2 separate regions of the Hordeum vulgare genome follow, and region 1 is linked to region 2. Evidence: chromatin contacts called from public Hi-C data. All regions are on one chromosome and are shown on one strand. Each heading gives the region's core, a stretch centred on a gene start, on an enhancer-like site or on the middle of the called end of the contact. The rest is flanking DNA. Distances are from core to core; before and after follow the strand shown. Region 1 holds the start of LOC123444004 (myosin-2 heavy chain-like). Region 2 holds the start of LOC123444003 (probable protein phosphatase 2C 8).

Region 1 (4,142 bases), core at 312-2,811, 510 kb before region 2:
TGTACAGCTACATGCTACTTCTATAGCCGCGCCCATGAGGATGGGGCACACTTATTCTTCAAATGCAAGGTGGTGAAAGAAATCCGGAGGGAGCTAGCCCTTGAGAAAGAACAGATGGATTTTGAGCAAACACACCAGTACATGCAATGCTAGACTACCTCTGGAGTCTGAATGAGAGTAAATGGTTGCACATTCTAACCTTTTGGCGGCTGTGGTGGAGCAGTCGTAACAAGCTAAGGGAGGGCAAATTGCGAATCTCGACGATGAAGCTAGCGAGATGCACACGCTGCTGTGTACTATAGTACAATCAAATCTACAATTCAGCGCTAGCAAAGAAGTACATGGAGAAGTGGCGACCGCCAAATAATGATATGATCAAAATCAACGTGGATGGTCCTTTGTGCCTCATGACATGCATGCGGGCTGGGGCGTTGTGGCAAGAGCTTCCTATGGAAACATCATCTGAGCACGAGTTTGACGATAGGAGAATGTTCAAGATGCCTTTGCTACAGAGGTCCATGCCATAGCACAAGCTGTGCCTTTTGCAGCCGACATGGGAATGATCCAGTGGTATTTGAGACTGATTCACAACTCTTATGTGATGCTCTAGACATATGGAAGACAGACTCATCTACTTACTCGGCTGTCATTGAGGACATCAAGCTTCAGCTAAAGCTTTGGTTCTTCAAGCATGTTATTTCATTTTGTAGACGTAGTACGAATAATGTTGCTCATGAACTCGCTACTCTTGGGGATGTGTGTGAACCTTCTCATTGTGTAATGTGGGAGTCGGATGTACCAGCCAATGTGGCTGCGTGTGCGACGGGCAATTTGCCTAAGCACCGTTAATTTATAAAGCTTTGCTTCTCCTAAAAAAATGTACAACTTGAGAGGGGTTCGATTGTGAACTGCGATCACCCTATTTGAATAAGGAAAATGTTGGTTCATGTAACAATCAACTCGTCTTTATGACTCGAGAATTAGGAATTTTACACACTTCGCATCAAATTTCAAATTCCCAAAAGTGTTATTCTATATTATGATAGAAATATTTATGTTTTATAATACAACATGATTTTAGTCAAGACGTGCAAATGCACGTACAAGTTTACTAGTTAACAGACCAAACGTAACACCCCGTTCTCGCACGAACTAATCGTAAACCTAACGCCCCGTTCTCGTTCTCGTACCGGCTAACTGTTGGATCTACCGGAGCTCAGCCACAAAAGATTCGTCGTGGAGGAGACAAGATGGCTCACAAGCCAACAAGAACAAAGGCAGGGCACCACCTGCGGCACAGTAGTAGCAGGAGGGCCGTCCGTCCTCGTCATCCCCCACCGGCCACCACGAATTCCTCACCTTCGTTTTTGTTTGCTTCCGCGGCTTTGGATTGGCTGGCTCCCAGTCCCACGCCCCCGCCAGCTCAGACAGACCGCGCTGCCTCGTGGCTCGTGGGCCTCTGCCGCCATGTGGCCGCAAAGGTGCGTTCGAATTGGCGGGAGCGGCGTTCGGGTTCGGTGGCGATCCCGTAATAAGGCGCAGACCCGGAGGGCCTTCAGCTCCAGCCAGACGCCCAAGGGCCGAGGCAGCTCAAAGAGAACGAATCGATCGCTGTTCACTCGCTCCCTGCGAGGCCGCCTGCAGTACGTTTCTAACTCTGCCCACACATCGGCTGCCCCCAGTGGAGAGAGAGAGAGAGAGAGAGAGCCTGTGGCCGCGGCTTGCTTCTGTGGCGATCGAGCAACCGCTTCAGTCTTCACCCCTTCCGGTAACTCCTTTTGTTCCGTTTCTCTTCCGCTCGGTTTCCAGCTCTCCTTCTTCAGTTTGCTCCCCCTGTTCCGATCTGCGTGGCTGCAGTCCATGCGCGGTACCTGACCATGCTTGCTCTTTGGTTATTGTTTTCTCTCAGATCTTAGCAGTTCGAGTTCAACAAGAGGCGGGAGATACAGAGTAAAGGATGCAGCTGTAGTTTCCCGTTCGGTACGTTTCTTGATCTGTTCACTCTCTATTGTACAGTCTATCTAGATGCGGGTCGGCTGCTCTTGTTACCGGACTAGTAGCGGAGAAGTTTCCGCACGAGTTGAATCGGAAAAATGGTTGTATACGACTTTGGGTATTGTTGGAGGAGGGCCATCTATGATGTAGATAAACCTGGGAATAGTTCGACAGCCAAACTGAACCCAGCCCAGACTGTTCTTTATTTGACGACAACAGCAGGAGCTCTGCTTATATGCTTTATTACAAGGGGAGGGGAGAGGTACAACAATCAGGAGGAACATCACCAGAGCACACAGAGAAGAGAAAAATAACTGAAAAAGGAGCCACAGAAACAAGCAGCAGTGCTCAGATCAGTAAACCTCTAGCGTCACGCCTCCAGCAACAGAACCGAACCAAACCAAAACAAAACAAAACAAATAAGCTGGCATCCAGACTAAACCAAATTGCATGCCTTTTCCACCCAACCCAATCCAAGCTGTTTCTCACTTATGGACTAAACCATATATTCCTTTTTTCCTGATATAAACTAAAACCATAGACTCGTTTAGACTCTTCATCTAGGCAATGTTAGCGGTGCATGTGGCATAGCCTAGTAAGCAGGTTGTATGAGATGGACATGACCTCTTGCTTACTTTAGTTTTACTTGCGCCATGACCCTTTTTTCTTGTTTTTTGTTCCGCTATCTCATTGATAGTGGAACCCGATCCTTTCAGGATCCTATGGACTAAACCCATAGATTCAAACCATGGACAAAGCAATAAGCAAGTAGCACAGTAGTTTAGGAAAATGATAAGTAGCTAGCCGAGTAGTCGCTGGCTGCTATATACATCATGTATGTGTTCTTGGATTGGATGTGTCAGCTGGCATCGAGATGCTATACTGACAGGCATATCCATATCTTAGCGCACACTGTCGAATGTGGGGATCCTCTACGTCCGGTCTGAGGCTCACTGACTGGTCCTCCTGGATGAAGATGGGGTAATCATCGACGCGCGATGCCTCGGGCAGGGGGAGATCGTTCGCAAGTGATCGGGGTTGGAGCTCTTTAAAATCTTGATTAGTTACACATATTAAATGGTCCCTCTTGTGACAATTGTACTACCGGATGAGTTGTGAATTAATTGCTTTTTTCGTTCTTGCACAGTTCATCCTCGAGTCATCTGCCGTCCAGGAGAGAAGGTTGTGGATATAGTGACCTTCAGCAGTCCAGCATGACGAAGAAACACAAAAATAGAAAGTCCAAACATTTCTTGGAGAACAAAAAGGGTATTCTCTTGACTAATATGCAACTCATATCAATTATCATGCACTTTTTTGTGTTCTAGACTGTAGAGGAACCACCAATCGCATTTTCTCCATTCATCCAATTATTTTCCATAAATAGAGTAGCCTGTTGAGTGTTGATATAGTACTGATTTAGTTTATATTTTGCCTGGTTATCCGAGCACTTTCGAGTTCTAGAAAACATTACTCTTGCTTCTACCATTTATTATTTGAATAAAGTTTAGTTGTTTTGTTATTTCCTCAGGTGTTGATGAGAATGTGGAGCACATTTTGCGAATGATAGGAGAGGAGAGTGAGCTGGCTGAAAGCGAACCAGATGATTCTGGAAATACCTTCAAGAAATCAAAACTGTCCTCCCTTGTAAAGGGCTTCCATGAAGACTATCAGCACCTTCACAAGCACTGCAAAGATCTAATCAGTAAACTAGAAAATGTTGGTCACAGTTCCACTGGTTCAGATTCGTCCGATTCAGACTCGGAAGGAGACAGATCAGACACTGACATTCCAAGTCAGAAATTAGATGCACTAAATGAAGAAAATGGCTGGATGCAGAAGCTTGCTAGAGAGCATCAAGGTGAAAAGCAAAGTATGGAAGCAGAAATTCAGAAGCTGAAACAAAATGCAGAAGAAAAAACGAAGGAAATATCTGAACTGAAGAAGCTATTAGAAAAAGCAATAACGGACAAAGAAACTACTAGTTCAGACGTTGCAAATTTGTCATCAGAGAACGAACATCTAAAATTGTTGGTTGAAGGTGCAGAGAAGGAGGCAGCAGAATCCCTGAAGAAATCAACAGTCATGGAGAATGAGATGAGGACGTTATCTGGCGAGAAGCAGACTACTGAAAACGAGAGGGATGA
Region 2 (4,265 bases), core at 1,509-4,008:
GAGGGTTTGAAGGATAATAAATGCTCATTAACTTGATTTTAGTGTCTTTAGTATTTGGATCCAAGCATGTGTGAGGCTAGCAAGTTTTAGTGGGACTAAAACGTATCCAAGCACCCTCTTAGAGCATCTTCAACAGTCCGTATGTTCAATCGTTGGTATAAGTATCCACATCAACAACCAACAGCACATCATACAAGCTCTTCAATGAAGTGTATGTTAATCGTATGTAAAATAACTAAGCGGGTCCACTAAACATGGAAGAAATAATCATGCTTGCCTCGGAGCTTGTGCGTGAACCGTTGCTTCAAGTTCATACGATTTCATTCTCTCTCTTCTTTTATTATGCGTCATGTCATCAAAATCATCTATGTGGCAATTTTACCAACGATGATCATACAACCATTGAAGATGCCCTTAGCAGCATGTTGTTTCAGCCATGTTCTACCATTGAGTGGAAATATTGCCAGAAATACAGTGCTAAGCTAGCTCCCTCCTTCCCGGTTTTGCTAATTGATAGTATGAGCTACCGTCCTACTGCAGAAGCAAGACATCATCTGAAGATAGCTAGACACTGAACAGAGGAAGCCATCAGACCGAGCCCCTCTCTCTCACACAATTTTCTTTTTAATTAAGTATGTACTTTTCTAAAGTAGAGCTAACGACCTAAACCATTACTTGCTCCGTTCCAAAATAAGTGTCCGAAGCTTAATACAACTTTGTACTAAAGCTAGTATAAAGTTAAGACACTTATTTTGGGACGGAGGGAGTATAATTTAATTTCCATTCAGGAGTTACTTACCGCACAGTTCTCTCACGCATTTGTTGCTGTGTATACTCCCAACTGAACCATACGGACGTATGGCACAGCATCAAAAGAACAGCCGCCAAACCGACTTTGCGCCAACTAAACTCTGTTCTATCAATGCACATTTTGCAACGAGGCAGAGAAAGTGCCTTATATTAGCCCAAGGGAGAAACCCATAAACGTACGCCTTTCAGTTTTCTAGTGATTATAGTTGTTGCTAGGAGGTCCACAGACCTGAATGTAATTTTTACTTTTGATATTCTTTATACTTACCTTGATAGTTGATGAATAGATGAGAAATTTTCTTAAAAGTTGATGAGTAGATCGGAAGTTTTCTGGAAAAGAAAAAGACCTGGGGTCTGAGAGTTCCGGCGAACTCAATAGGGGGTGACGCAGTACAACCACACGGCCCGCCCCGACCCAACTCCACGACCGCCACGAGCAGACTAATAAACCACCTTCTAATTTGGACTCCAACCCATCATCGCCCATGGAACACACGAAACGTCCCAGTAGTCGACACGCCCGCGCGCAAAGCAGGGGCTGGCGCGGCGCGCGCGACACCTGTAACCCGAGGCCGGAACGGAAGCAGATCTCGCGGAAAAAACGGCGTGAGCCGGCGATTAACCTGACCATGTTAGTTTGGACGGACGGGTGCGTTGCGTTGCGTGGTGGCGTCGTGTACCTTGTGGTCGGAGGAGAGCGGCACGGGGACGCCGCCGCGGGAGAGCACGGCGCGGGAGTCGCCGCAGTTCGCGACGACGATGCGGCGCGGGCCCACCACGGCCACTACGGCGGTGGAGCCCACCGTCTGCTCGCCGGTGTCGGTCCCGTCGTCGACGCCGACCTCGCCGTCCACCCGGGCGAAGCAGGCCGTCATGGCCTCCTTCCACCGCGCGCCGTCTGCCTCGTTGTCCACGGCCCGACCCTGCCCTCCGCCCTCAGGCCGCGGACGACGAAGCCGCACCTCCTCTGCGAGCACCAGGTGCATCCGCGACCGGCACGCCTCCGCCACGCGGGACCCGCCGTGCCCGTCGTACACAGCGAAGAAGCCCTCTTCCCCTGCCCCGTGCTCCACGTCGCCGCTCCCCTCCACCGCCGCCGTATCGGCCAGGAACGGCGCGGCGACGGCCACCGCGTCCTCCATCTCCCGCCGGCGCCCGATCACGGACACCGCCCCGTGCGACACGCACGCCGAGCACCTAGACGCCGCCAAGGGGGGCTCCGGCGCCACCTTCGCGGAGTCAGACGAGTCCGAGGAGCTGTCCGGCGCCGGCCGCACCCGCTTCGCGCCCTCGTCCTCTGCAGCCGCAGACGCAGTACGTCCCAGCCGCCGGACCTCGAGCCGGCGTCGTCGCGCTGTGCGGGCCACGGTCATCAACTTCCTGTCGGCGGCGAGGAGCTCCCGTGCATGATCTCGCTTGCTCGTCTCGCTGCTCATTTCCCTCGCCGGAGAGAACAAAAAGAAACTGGGGGCCAGGGACGGCGAGCCGCCTCTAATACGCGCGGCCACGGGGGGAAAGAGGTTAGACAACGCTCCGTGGCCGTCCGATTGCCCGTAGATGGACTGGATACGTGACAGCGAGGGCGGGAGCCGTATCCGGACGTGGATCTCGCGGGCCTGGACGTGGACGGCGGGGATGAGCCGGCGGCCGGCGCGTGGCGAGCGCGATGAGCGGCTCCGAGTCTCGGGGCACGCGGAAGGGCGTGGTGCGCGCGGCTCATGTGGACCGTGGAGAGAGGCATAGGCTTCTGACGGCGGGGCCAGGCATTCTAGTCGCTCGCGGTGGTTGTGGAGAGGGTGCAGGGAACGATCTAACTCTTGGCCCTTTTAGGTAACGCGTGGGACCTGAATAGAAAGGACGAGGGGTTACGTGGAGGGAAGAGGAAAGACGCCTGTGGGGCATGTAGTGCAATTTTGACTGATAGGGCAGAATTGGTAGATGCACACGAGCTGTCACCAAGGTTCAGTTTTCAGTTCCCGTGGGGCATTGAGATTTTCGGTTCCCGTGGAGTGAACGAAATTTTCCAATGAATTTTAAATTTGGATAAAATTCATCAAAATTTCAGTTTTCAGTTGAATTCACATTTTTGGGATATTTTGCTTGGTAAGGTGATTTCTGGTGGGGCAATAAAATCTGCGATTAACGTCGCGTAAGCAAATTTCTCAAGCGGTAACCAAAGCCAGGTTGTCATTGCTCACTGAAGGTCTCTTTGATTCAAATGATAATTTGCAATGGAATTTTTGAAAATTCTGATTGTTAGAAAAAAAAATTCCTACACACCATGCTGGACTCGTAGAAATGTAATCCAAGATCCATTTGAACTATATTCTAGATACATTTTCATCCAATTCAATCTTATGTCAAGATTTATATGGCTTTTTATGTGCTCAATCAAACATTAGTGCAATCATGTATACGACTATGGCATGACACCCCTGTCTATGTATTTTTTTTCTATTACCGTGTTTTGGAAATCCCACGAATCAAAGAAGACCTCGGTAACTTTCGATGGGCATTCGCAACGCATTGTCTTCAAAATTGGTACTCCTTTCATACGGTTTGTAATGCATTGTCTTTAAATTTGGTAATCCCTTTGCTCGGTTCTATTAGTCCCCTGGTATTTGAGTCAATTTTTATCATAAGCTTGGTTATTAAAATGTAAATTATGTGTAGTAAAAAATTCAAAAACAAATACAATAATAATTTTAATATTGCTAGCCAACCCATGGTTAAATTTTGTGCAAAATACAAGATGGATTGATAAAATCGAACTTAGAAACTAATAATAGCACTAGTAATAAATTTGCAATGGGTATCAAACATTCTAGTACTAGTAGCCATTTATAAACTCGCACACACGAAGTATGTGGCATTAGTGATAAGTTAAAATCACTTTTTTCGCAAAAATTACATCCACACCATCTAACATGGGACTATGAACAAAAAAGGGAATCGAAGATGTGCGTTCGATCATCGCCCTTCCTTAAAAGGAGCTACCCAAACCTTATTACCGTAGGTAGTTAAAAAATCATCGTCTTGAGGGCAACGGCAACTCGTAAATTTCTTCCCGCATCCGTCCGCGGATAGATAAGGACTATTCCGAGAACACAAATACGGGATGACGCCATTCAACCATGGTCGCATATATTTTGACAACAGCTCAAACCAACCAGACAAAATTCATGCAAATGCACGCGAATTTCATACAAAGACGACGAATTTCGTTACATTTTTAACATTTTTAACTAAAGAAGTAAAAATATGTGCGATCTCCACTTTCACGATCCCTATACTAGTCTACGGTCGGCCACGGCAGATTTCTTTTGTCTTCCACATGTCCGGTAGCCCGCTCACTGGACTGTCAGGAGCCCGGAGGCATATGCTTCAGCGTAAAGGACGCCTCACTTCCCCACCCCCCGTTGGAGCAAAAAAACGGGGCAGCCTTTAGCGGGAGG

The links. A called contact is a pair of places that touch in the nucleus more often than the background predicts.
Region 1: a contact with region 2 is called in a Hi-C map of leaf, with 5 times the contacts expected there. The contact joins the promoter of LOC123444004 here to the promoter of LOC123444003 in region 2. A contact is called at or near these places in 3 of 6 Hi-C or Micro-C datasets (leaf and seedling).

Annotation. Positions count from the first base shown.
Region 1 is chr3H:406,463,304-406,467,445 of MorexV3_pseudomolecules_assembly, reverse strand. LOC123444004 (myosin-2 heavy chain-like) reads left to right here and starts at 1,561. Exons shown (of 4, transcript XM_045120599.1): 1 at 1,561-1,768; 2 at 1,910-1,980; 3 at 3,143-3,264; 4 at 3,527-4,142. The coding sequence starts at 3,210.
Region 2 is chr3H:405,956,432-405,960,696 of MorexV3_pseudomolecules_assembly, reverse strand. It overlaps LOC123444003 (probable protein phosphatase 2C 8), which reads right to left and starts at 2,758. Exons shown (of 3, transcript XM_045120598.1): 1 at 1,491-2,758. The coding sequence starts at 2,246.